2 separate regions of the Mus musculus genome follow, and region 2 is linked to region 1. The links are chromatin contacts, called in public HiChIP or PLAC-seq maps. All regions are on one chromosome and are shown on one strand. The core of a region is the stretch at or near the end of the contact, and the rest is flanking DNA. Distances in the headings are between cores, read along the strand shown.

Evidence for each region. HiChIP or PLAC-seq counts read pairs in DNA pulled down with a chosen protein or histone mark.
Region 2: a contact with region 1 is called in a CTCF HiChIP or PLAC-seq map of CD8 T cells, with 12 read pairs. The contact joins two enhancer-like sites. A contact is called at or near these places in 20 of 39 promoter capture datasets (the 3T3-L1 cell line, 3T3-L1-derived adipocytes, the HPC-7 cell line and 12 more), 3 of 15 datasets of contacts at CTCF or cohesin (CD8 T cells, large pre-B cells and stem cell-derived epiblast-like cells), 104 of 484 Hi-C or Micro-C datasets (the 63-12 cell line, B cells, the C10 cell line and 66 more), 44 of 115 datasets of contacts at active chromatin or transcription factors (the 230-238 cell line, CD8 T cells, DN3 thymocytes and 28 more) and 5 of 9 other capture datasets (embryonic stem cells, embryonic tail, embryonic trunk and 2 more).

Annotation. Positions count from the first base shown.
Region 1 is chr6:127,161,211-127,165,268 of GRCm38.p6, reverse strand. All of the region lies in intron 1 of 9330179D12Rik (RIKEN cDNA 9330179D12 gene), which reads right to left. Among named protein-coding and RNA genes, the nearest start is that of Ccnd2, 12 kb to the right of the region's middle. Within about 2 kb of position 2,203, at least 75 of the 459 cell types and tissues checked have an H3K27ac peak or open chromatin away from gene starts, as enhancers often do. A contact at or near this core is called in the 230-238 cell line, the 63-12 cell line, B cells and 14 more, where this site is marked.
Region 2 is chr6:127,263,878-127,267,935 of GRCm38.p6, reverse strand. No RefSeq gene overlaps it. Among named protein-coding and RNA genes, the nearest start is that of Gm38404, 42 kb to the left of the region's middle. Within about 2 kb of position 1,650, at least 175 of the 459 cell types and tissues checked have an H3K27ac peak or open chromatin away from gene starts, as enhancers often do. A contact at or near this core is called in the 230-238 cell line, the 63-12 cell line, B cells and 14 more, where this site is marked.

The DNA of each region.
Region 1 (4,058 bases), core at 954-3,453:
TTGAAGTATTTTATTGTTTAATTTTGCAGATATATTGTTTTGTTAGTTTTCTTTTACTGAATATTGTTGGCTTTACAATTAAGATCCTAAAACAACAAAGCGTGAGTAATTACAATTTAACATCAGCATTCAAAAACTTAACACCCGTACACCACTCCCTCTTCTCTGTGCTGTTGTCATTATACAAATTACATCTTTATACATGATGTCATCAATGGCATTTTATAAGTACTAATTAAATCAGAAGAAAATGTTTATATAAAAGAAAAAAATCAACATGTATATTTTATTTTTATTTTCCTGCCTAATTCTATTTGGGTGCCTGGATTTGTGTGGATTTGAGTTACTGCCTAGTGTCCTTTCACTGAGGCTGCAAGAGCTCTCAATATTTCCCCGACTCTCTCCCTTCCTGTGCTAGACATCTAACACAGCACCTCTTTGTGTGCCAACTGTGTGTACTCGCACTGATCCACACTTCTAGCTTCCAGTCGGTACTTTCTATGTGATCCCCTAGCAATAAAGTCTGTCAGTTTTTGTTTATCCGAAAATACCTTAATTCCTCCTTGACTTTCTCTTTGTGCATGTGTTTGTGTGTAATGTGAAATTATGCACGTGCACGCACAGCCGTGTGCATGTATATGTGTGTGTGTGTGCGTAGAGACCAGAGATTGGTGTCAGGTGTTTTCCTCCATCTCCCCCCACCTTCTACACTGAAGTAGGACCTCTCACTTGCCCTCACCCTTGCTGGAGCTCTGTTGAGGCTGTGTTTTTCCTTAAGTGACTTTCCTCTACAGATTGTGTGAAGTCTATGTTTTTGGTCATCTACAACTTCCTCCGAAGGGTCTGTGGGGTTTTCGTGTTCGGGTGATGCTCAGACAGGCAGTTCTTTAAATTGTCTGAGACCATATGTCTCCCAGCCTTTATGGAGGGACTTTGTGTCTGTTACAGCATGCCTTCAGCAATCTGTATACTCTTTAAGGTCTTGGCTTTACTTCACTTTCTGTCCTCAGCTGAAAAGGTGAGTACCTTTGCAAGATTTCCCCCCAGCATATACATAGCCATGCACGTTGCTTTCCATGTCCTTAGAAATACATCAGGAAATACTCAGTGGTTAAATACACTGAGTACTCTTGCAGAGGACGCAAGTTCAGTTCTCAGCACCTACATGGCGGTTTAAGACCATCTGTAAGCCAGGTTCCTAGGGCTCTTAAGCCCTCTCTTCTAACCTTCCTGGGTAGCAGGCACATTTGCCGTGCACATGCATGAGAGCTAAACTCATGTGTACGTAGACTCTGCATGGACAGCACACACACAGGTCAGCTTTCTGGCACCGGAACCAACATGCAAGCTGTTTAGTTTCAAGGAGGAAGGTTTACCTTGGCTCCCCATTTCTGAGCACTCTGCCGGTGATCTTTTGTTCCCACTGCTTTGGGGTCTGTGGTGAGGCAGCACACACCTTGGTAGTCAAGGTGGCCAAGAAGGAGGAGGGGCTGAGTCACTGGGACCCCAATATATTCTTCAAGGAGTCTCTTTCAGGACCTAACATCCTTTGCATACGTCTTACCTTATCCCATTTGCACCAAGCCTTTAACCTAACTGCAGGAGGACAATCAGGGCTCAAACTACATGGGGCCAGCAAGACGGCTGAGAGAGTAAAAGGTAAAAGTGCCTGCTGCCAATTCTGATGACCTGTGTTCGATCCCCAGGACCCATGTGTTGGAAGGTGAGAACCAACTCTGTAAGTTTCCTCTGATGGTCACACAAATACTTTGATATGCACCTCCCCCACCCCAACACATGCACACAATAAATGTTAAAACAAACAAACAAACCCAAAACAACAGCAAAACAAACAAACAAAAACCCTACAACAGCTCTTCCCCTGGCTTGGCTTTTTAACAACAATAACAACAACACAGTAATAATAATAAAAAATGTCCCCTTCACAGCAGTCCTGACACCCAGGATGTCACCCAGGCAGATGAAATGCTAAAGAGTGACCAGTGACTATAAGAGCGCAGGGCTGCTTGCCCAGAGCAGAGACTGAATGAGACCAAAGCTTCTAGAATGGAGCACTTCAGGAGAACTGCCTGATAAAAGTCAGTGGCTTAAAAAAAAAAAAGTTGGAGAGGACTCAGGACAGAGGCAGATGCACACAGAGAGGTGAAAGTCACGGGCCATGGGGGAAACACCAGGAAAGCAGAAGTGAGCCGTGAGAAGTGGCCAAGGTCAGCCAGAGAGGGTGAGTCACCAGGAGACCAGAACAGAAGCAGGAAGAGCGATAGGAAATGATGGCAACACTGTTTAAATAAAGACAGCCCCCCCCCCAGAAGCCTGGGCTTCAGAGTTTGCAGGAGTGGGTGGGCTGCTCCACCCTCTCTGCCACTGGCGAGGAGGAACGGCAGGTGCGAGTAAGGGGCAGATGCTGCTGGTGCTGGCTTCTAAGGACTTAGTGCTTCCTCGGTTTGAGTTGTTTACACATAGCCTATGCTATTCTAAAACAGTGCATTTTTGCCTTATGTTCTGTAAAACAGATCTCTCTTTAAAAGCTTCAACACCATAGAAACATTTGTCAAACAGGATGGTATCATCAAATATGTGATTAAAAATCATTACAATAAATATCAAGTCATTAGGATACATAGCACTCCTCCACGAACCACTCCCCTTGCTTTGGACAACACTGAAGTGGATGTCTAAGATTTTCTGTACTTCCAGAATGGTGTGGGTGGGTTTTCACACCCCGTCTACTGAAAATGAGGGCATCCTTGGTATCTGTCCGAATAGGGATGCACTCAAGACTCTGGGGACTGGGCTGCGATGGAACATGTGGACAGCAATGAAAAGTTCCACCTTTTCACTAGCTACACATTAGGAAGAGACAGAATCCTTAGCAGGCAGCCTAAGGCCAAGGGGCTGATGTCCAAAGAGGAGACAAGATGAAGGACCCACACTCACAAGTACCTGGTAAACTGAAAGTCTTAACTATGGTTATGCCTTGTTCTGCCATTTTTCATGGCAAAAGGCAGCACTGTGAGGCGTGCATGGGTGAAGGTGGCTGCTGCCAAGTCCGATGACCTGTGTCCAATGCCCAGGACTCACGTGGCAGGAGAGAGAGCTGCTGATTCCCACAAGTTGCCCTTGGATCTCTACTCAGGTGCTGTGGCAAGCACATGCAGACATACATGTTCACATGTGTACATGCATGCAGACACATGATAGATTAGATAGATAGATAGATAGATAGATAGATAGATAGATAGATAGATAGATAGATAGATAGATAGATAGACAGAAAGATAGACAGATAGATAGACAGATTAGATAGATAGATAGATAGATAGATAGATAGATAGATAGATAGATAGATAGATAGATAGATAGATAGATAGAAAGATAGACAGACAGATTAGATAGATAGATAGATAGATAGATAGATAGATAGATAGATAGATAGATAGATGGATGGATGGATGGATGGATGGATGGATGGATGGATGGATGGATGGATGGATGGATGGACGGACGGTTGGTTTTAAAACATTTTTTGCCAGATGGTCAGGAAGTTGAGGTTCCCATTTCTGGATAGTTATATAACCTTTTGTAAACCATTCCCCATACCTTGGTACGGGAATGTCACATGGTTCTTGGGAAGAAGCTACAAAAAAGAAGCCAGCACACGGGTTATCATACAGTAAACAGATGCACACCCAGGTTCTAACTCTGGCTTTGCAGGAAGTGTCCTCTGACATCCAAGAAATAAATACTGCACAGAACTGCTCTATCATGGGATACCCTTCTGAGATATGAGCTCCTCCCCAACAGAGACATTCCATCACTGATATGTGCCAGGGATGCTCTGAAGGACTTCCACATGACATACTGGAGATAACCCCAAAATGCTATGATCATACCCATGTTGGTTCCAGGTTGAACGGAGCTGTGGCTTGTGTGAGATCTGAGTGTTCCCTGGGGATCCATTATTATTAAAGTCTCTGTCCCTACATGGGTACCATTGGGAGAATAAATAGTTCCAGGTTATTCTAGGAGAAAGTTCT
Region 2 (4,058 bases), core at 401-2,900, 100 kb before region 1:
ACCCCGCCCCCGACCCCGCCCCCCAGCAGTGGTTTCTGTTCCTAGCATCTTTGTACTGAAGATGGGCCCGTGGACAAGGATGGCTCCAGCATCAATACATTCCTAGAAGGACAGTGTCGTGATCACCGTTCCTTTGCTATGAATCACATGGCCAAGCAAAGACCCTGATACTTCCAAGTCCATTCACAGGAAGGCAGTGCCCCAGCTCTCTGCCCCAGTTCTCTGCCCCAGCCTTTGGGAAGACTCCTGGTCTGAAAGTAGGGAAGAATTCTAGAGGTCTTTTCAGCCATGCCCCTGCCTCCTGGAATGTCTACAACTCATCTGATGTGAAGCCCAGGGAGTCTGTGTAACAAACTAAGCATTCAGGAGGGGACAAGAACCTGGTGGCCTTTTCATTTTCCACTACAAGGGGCTACAGAAGAGAAGGCAGGGAAAGGAGAAAAAAACCTCTCCCTACCAGTCTCTTCTTCTTCCTTTGTTTCCAAGTCAGGGGTCATGTCTGCCCTACCTGTCACTGTCTTCATCCTGTGAGGACTGTCATCCTGACAGACTCTGTATTCCCCGAGGAGGCAAGCCTCTAGGCACACCTGGGAGGGATTTCCTAGATTGGGCTAGCCTCATGCTCTGTGAGCCACTCTCTTCATTAGATTGAGGTGGGAAGACTCACCCTGAATATGGGTGTCACCGTCCCCTGGCCTGGGTCCTGGGCTGAATAAAAAGGAGATATCAAGCCAAACACAACGTTCATCTGGCTTCCTGCTCTCTGACTCTGCCGGTACAATGTGATCAGTTGCCTCAAGCTTCCGACTCCCCTGCCCTGATGGATTGCACCCTGCAACTGTGAGCCAAAGTCTTTCCTTCCTTCCTTAAATTGCTTTTGTCGGGGTATTTTGTCATAGCAGCAGAACGGTAACTAGCACGCCCCCTACTGGCCACAAATCTATAACACCCACCGCTGCTGGAAGCCATCATTCTCTCTCAATAGTGGCAACTGCTCTGCTGGCGGCCAGCATCACTCTGCCTTAGAAACCGAATCTTTCACTTTGGGCCATTCAGTGTTTGCAGTAACTCCGCTCTGGGAGTGTTTTATGATTGTCCCTTCAACAAGCAGAAAACTGCGGACCAGCAAAATAAGACAAAGCCCTCCAGCTTGCTTTCCCACTACATAGACATACAGGCACCCCTTGGAATGATTTCCACAGGGAAATTTCGAGGAACCCAGGCACCCTCTGCTACCTCCTGATGAACAGGAGGGGCACACTGGCAGGCCACAGCACAGTGAACTGCCCCAACACCCCATGGGAAGGGCCGTGAGGTGTTCCCTCCAGAATGTTGACTGTCATTTCCCCTGGCTTAATTGCAAGGCAGGCATTAACGGACCCAGAGAGTCAGCGTCCTTCACAGTCGCCTGCAGAAGCGCTGGAATTTCTGAGCTTCCTCAGAGATGAGCAAGGTCCTGGGGAAAAGGGCTGGGGAGGGGGGGAGGCGCGGGGAGTCCAGGGGCCAGTGCCCCTCAGGTCGGTATTCCGGAAACATCCCGGTCACTTTGGATTCGGCAGCGCAGGAAGGAAGGTTCTTGTTAGCGCCCAGTTTCCTGTGGGCAGGAGGATGATCTCAAACAGCTCCCAGCGCCTGGGCCGGCAGCCAGCTGTCTTGGATGGTCAGAAGGTGAAATTTGAATGCTGGTGAATGGGAGAGCGGAAGTTCAGCAAGACTGAGCTGAGCCCCATTCATGAAAAAGATCTAGTCTCACTTCCTTATTGCCAGGAGTCGTGTGTGTGTGTGTGTGTGTGTGTGTGTGTGTGTGTGTGTGTGTGTGTGTGTGTGTGTGTGTGTTGTCTGCTCATGGGAGAGCGAACAACTACTTTCTGTCTCATTTCTTCCCCAGACTCCCACTCTTCCTTTTTTTTTTTTTTTTCCTGTCTCAAAATACGAAGCTTATCCTCAGGAAACTGCCAAAAAATGTGTAGCTGGTCTGTGGTTTGCCAAAAAAACGAAAGAAAAAAAAAAGATAAATTCATGCAAAAAGCAGCATCCCACTTCCCCAAGCCTGCGAGCTCTCCCTTCTCTGAGTCTGTCTCTGTCTGTCTTTCAGTCTCTCCACTCTCTGTGTCTCTGTCTTTCTCTTCTCTTCTCTTCTCTTCTCCTTCTCCTTCTCCTTCTCCTTCTCCTTCTCCTTCTCCTTCTCCTTCTCCTTCTCCTTCTCCTTCTCCTTCTCCTTCTTCTTCTCTCTCTCTCTCTCTCTCTCTCTCTCTCTCTCTCTCTCTCTCTCTCTCTCTCTCTCTCTTCCTCTCCTTGTGGTCCTCTATTCCAGCCCCTCCTAGCTTAGAGTGGTAAAATTAACCCCTAGGGGGTGCTGGACTGTGAACTACGGTAAAGGCTGACCCCAGGGAACCATTCTGAAGCTAAACATGGGCTTTCTCTGGGTAAAAGTTCATGGCCATACAAGGCTCTGGGAGGCCCACCGTGAGCAGCCAAGCACCCAGTCAGCCACACTTACTCCCAGAATCACTGGAACCTTGCAGCCATTTGGGTAAGAGCATGATGACCCCAAAGTCCTCGAAAGGGCGAGAGAGAGAGAGAGAGAGAGAGAGAGAGAGAGAGAGAGAGAGAGAGAGAAACAGAGAGAGGGCGATGTGAAACTCCCATACTTGTCTCTTGGGTCTCAGTCAAGAAATGCTTAGTGAGCATCCCTAACTTCACAGCAACGTTGGAGGTGGTGCACCTGCCACCACCGTTGAGGGCACTTCTTGGGCATAGCAGGTGGAAGGGCACTACGGTACTTTCCCCACCTGTAGCCAACGTTCTTTGTTGTTGACACCCCAAGAAACCTCAGTCTTGTTGATCCTGTGCCTTTATGACAATTCTCACTCATGACAACCTCTCAGGGAGTGTGGAAAGGGATGCTATGAGTACTAATATCTTCAGTCCACTGGTGACCCAACGCCGTTTAGATGTCAGGGATTTCTAGACTCCTATCTTTTGTGTTGTTCAAGTAGTACTGACAACTTCAAGAGCTACTGTGACGATCTGGAGAAATGGCTCAGCTGGTAATGCTTCTTGTGCAAGCATGAGGACTCGAATTCCCATCCCCAACACCCAACATAGAAATGGGGTGAGATGTCGGTGACCCCTGTGTTAGAGGGCAGGGTAGAGACAGGTGGATGCTGAGGCTTGGTGGCCAGCCAGCCCAGGTGAATCAGTGAGCTCCAGGCTCAGGGGCAGAAGTTGTCTCAAAAAAATAAGGAGCAGAAACTATTATTCCTGACAACCTACTGTGGACTTCAGGCTTCCGTGCATGGATTGGATGGACGTGCACTTGTGTGCACAGACAGACAGACACTGATGGACAGATACACACACACACGGGAGCAGGGGTAGAAAGAGAGCTATATTTATCTTTTCCCATCTGGAGTTATTCTTCACCATGTTGAACAGAAGGGGGGAGGGGAGAGGTGGTGCCATCTGTCAAGTTCCCTGCCAAGGGGCTCCTCCAGGAAACATGCCACCCCACCTCAGTGCCCCTGGTTTTCCTTGACCCTGGCTCTGGCCATGCAATACACATCCATTAGGGTGTGTCTTACGATTTCAGGAGGACAACAAACCCCAGGTGAAGCTGTAAGGAGTAGGGAATCTCACCAGCCTTCACTTCCTCCCTCCCCCATTCCCCACCTCCCCAAGCTGCCCACCAACAGTGAAAAAGAGGAAACATCTGGCCAGGCTTCAGCTCCCTCACCCTAGTGCCAGGGGAGCTTGTGGGAAGAGATGGCAAAAGATGGAAGGTCTTGCAACCTTGAAATAAACCAACGGTCCAGCTATTGTCCTCCCTCCCCCTACATTAGCTTTCAATAGGAACAGCCCCACCCAGTCACCACATAGCAGGCAGGCTGCTACTTTCTGTTTCAGAACCCTAAGGGATCCTGCCTTAAGTGGGTTCCAGGATGTCTTTACTAAGGTGATGACAGTATTGATGGTCATAGGGCCAGAGTGGAATGACACTGTCATAAAAACATCCCTCCCCCATCTACCCCAATCACCTTTAGCCTCTAACAATCGCT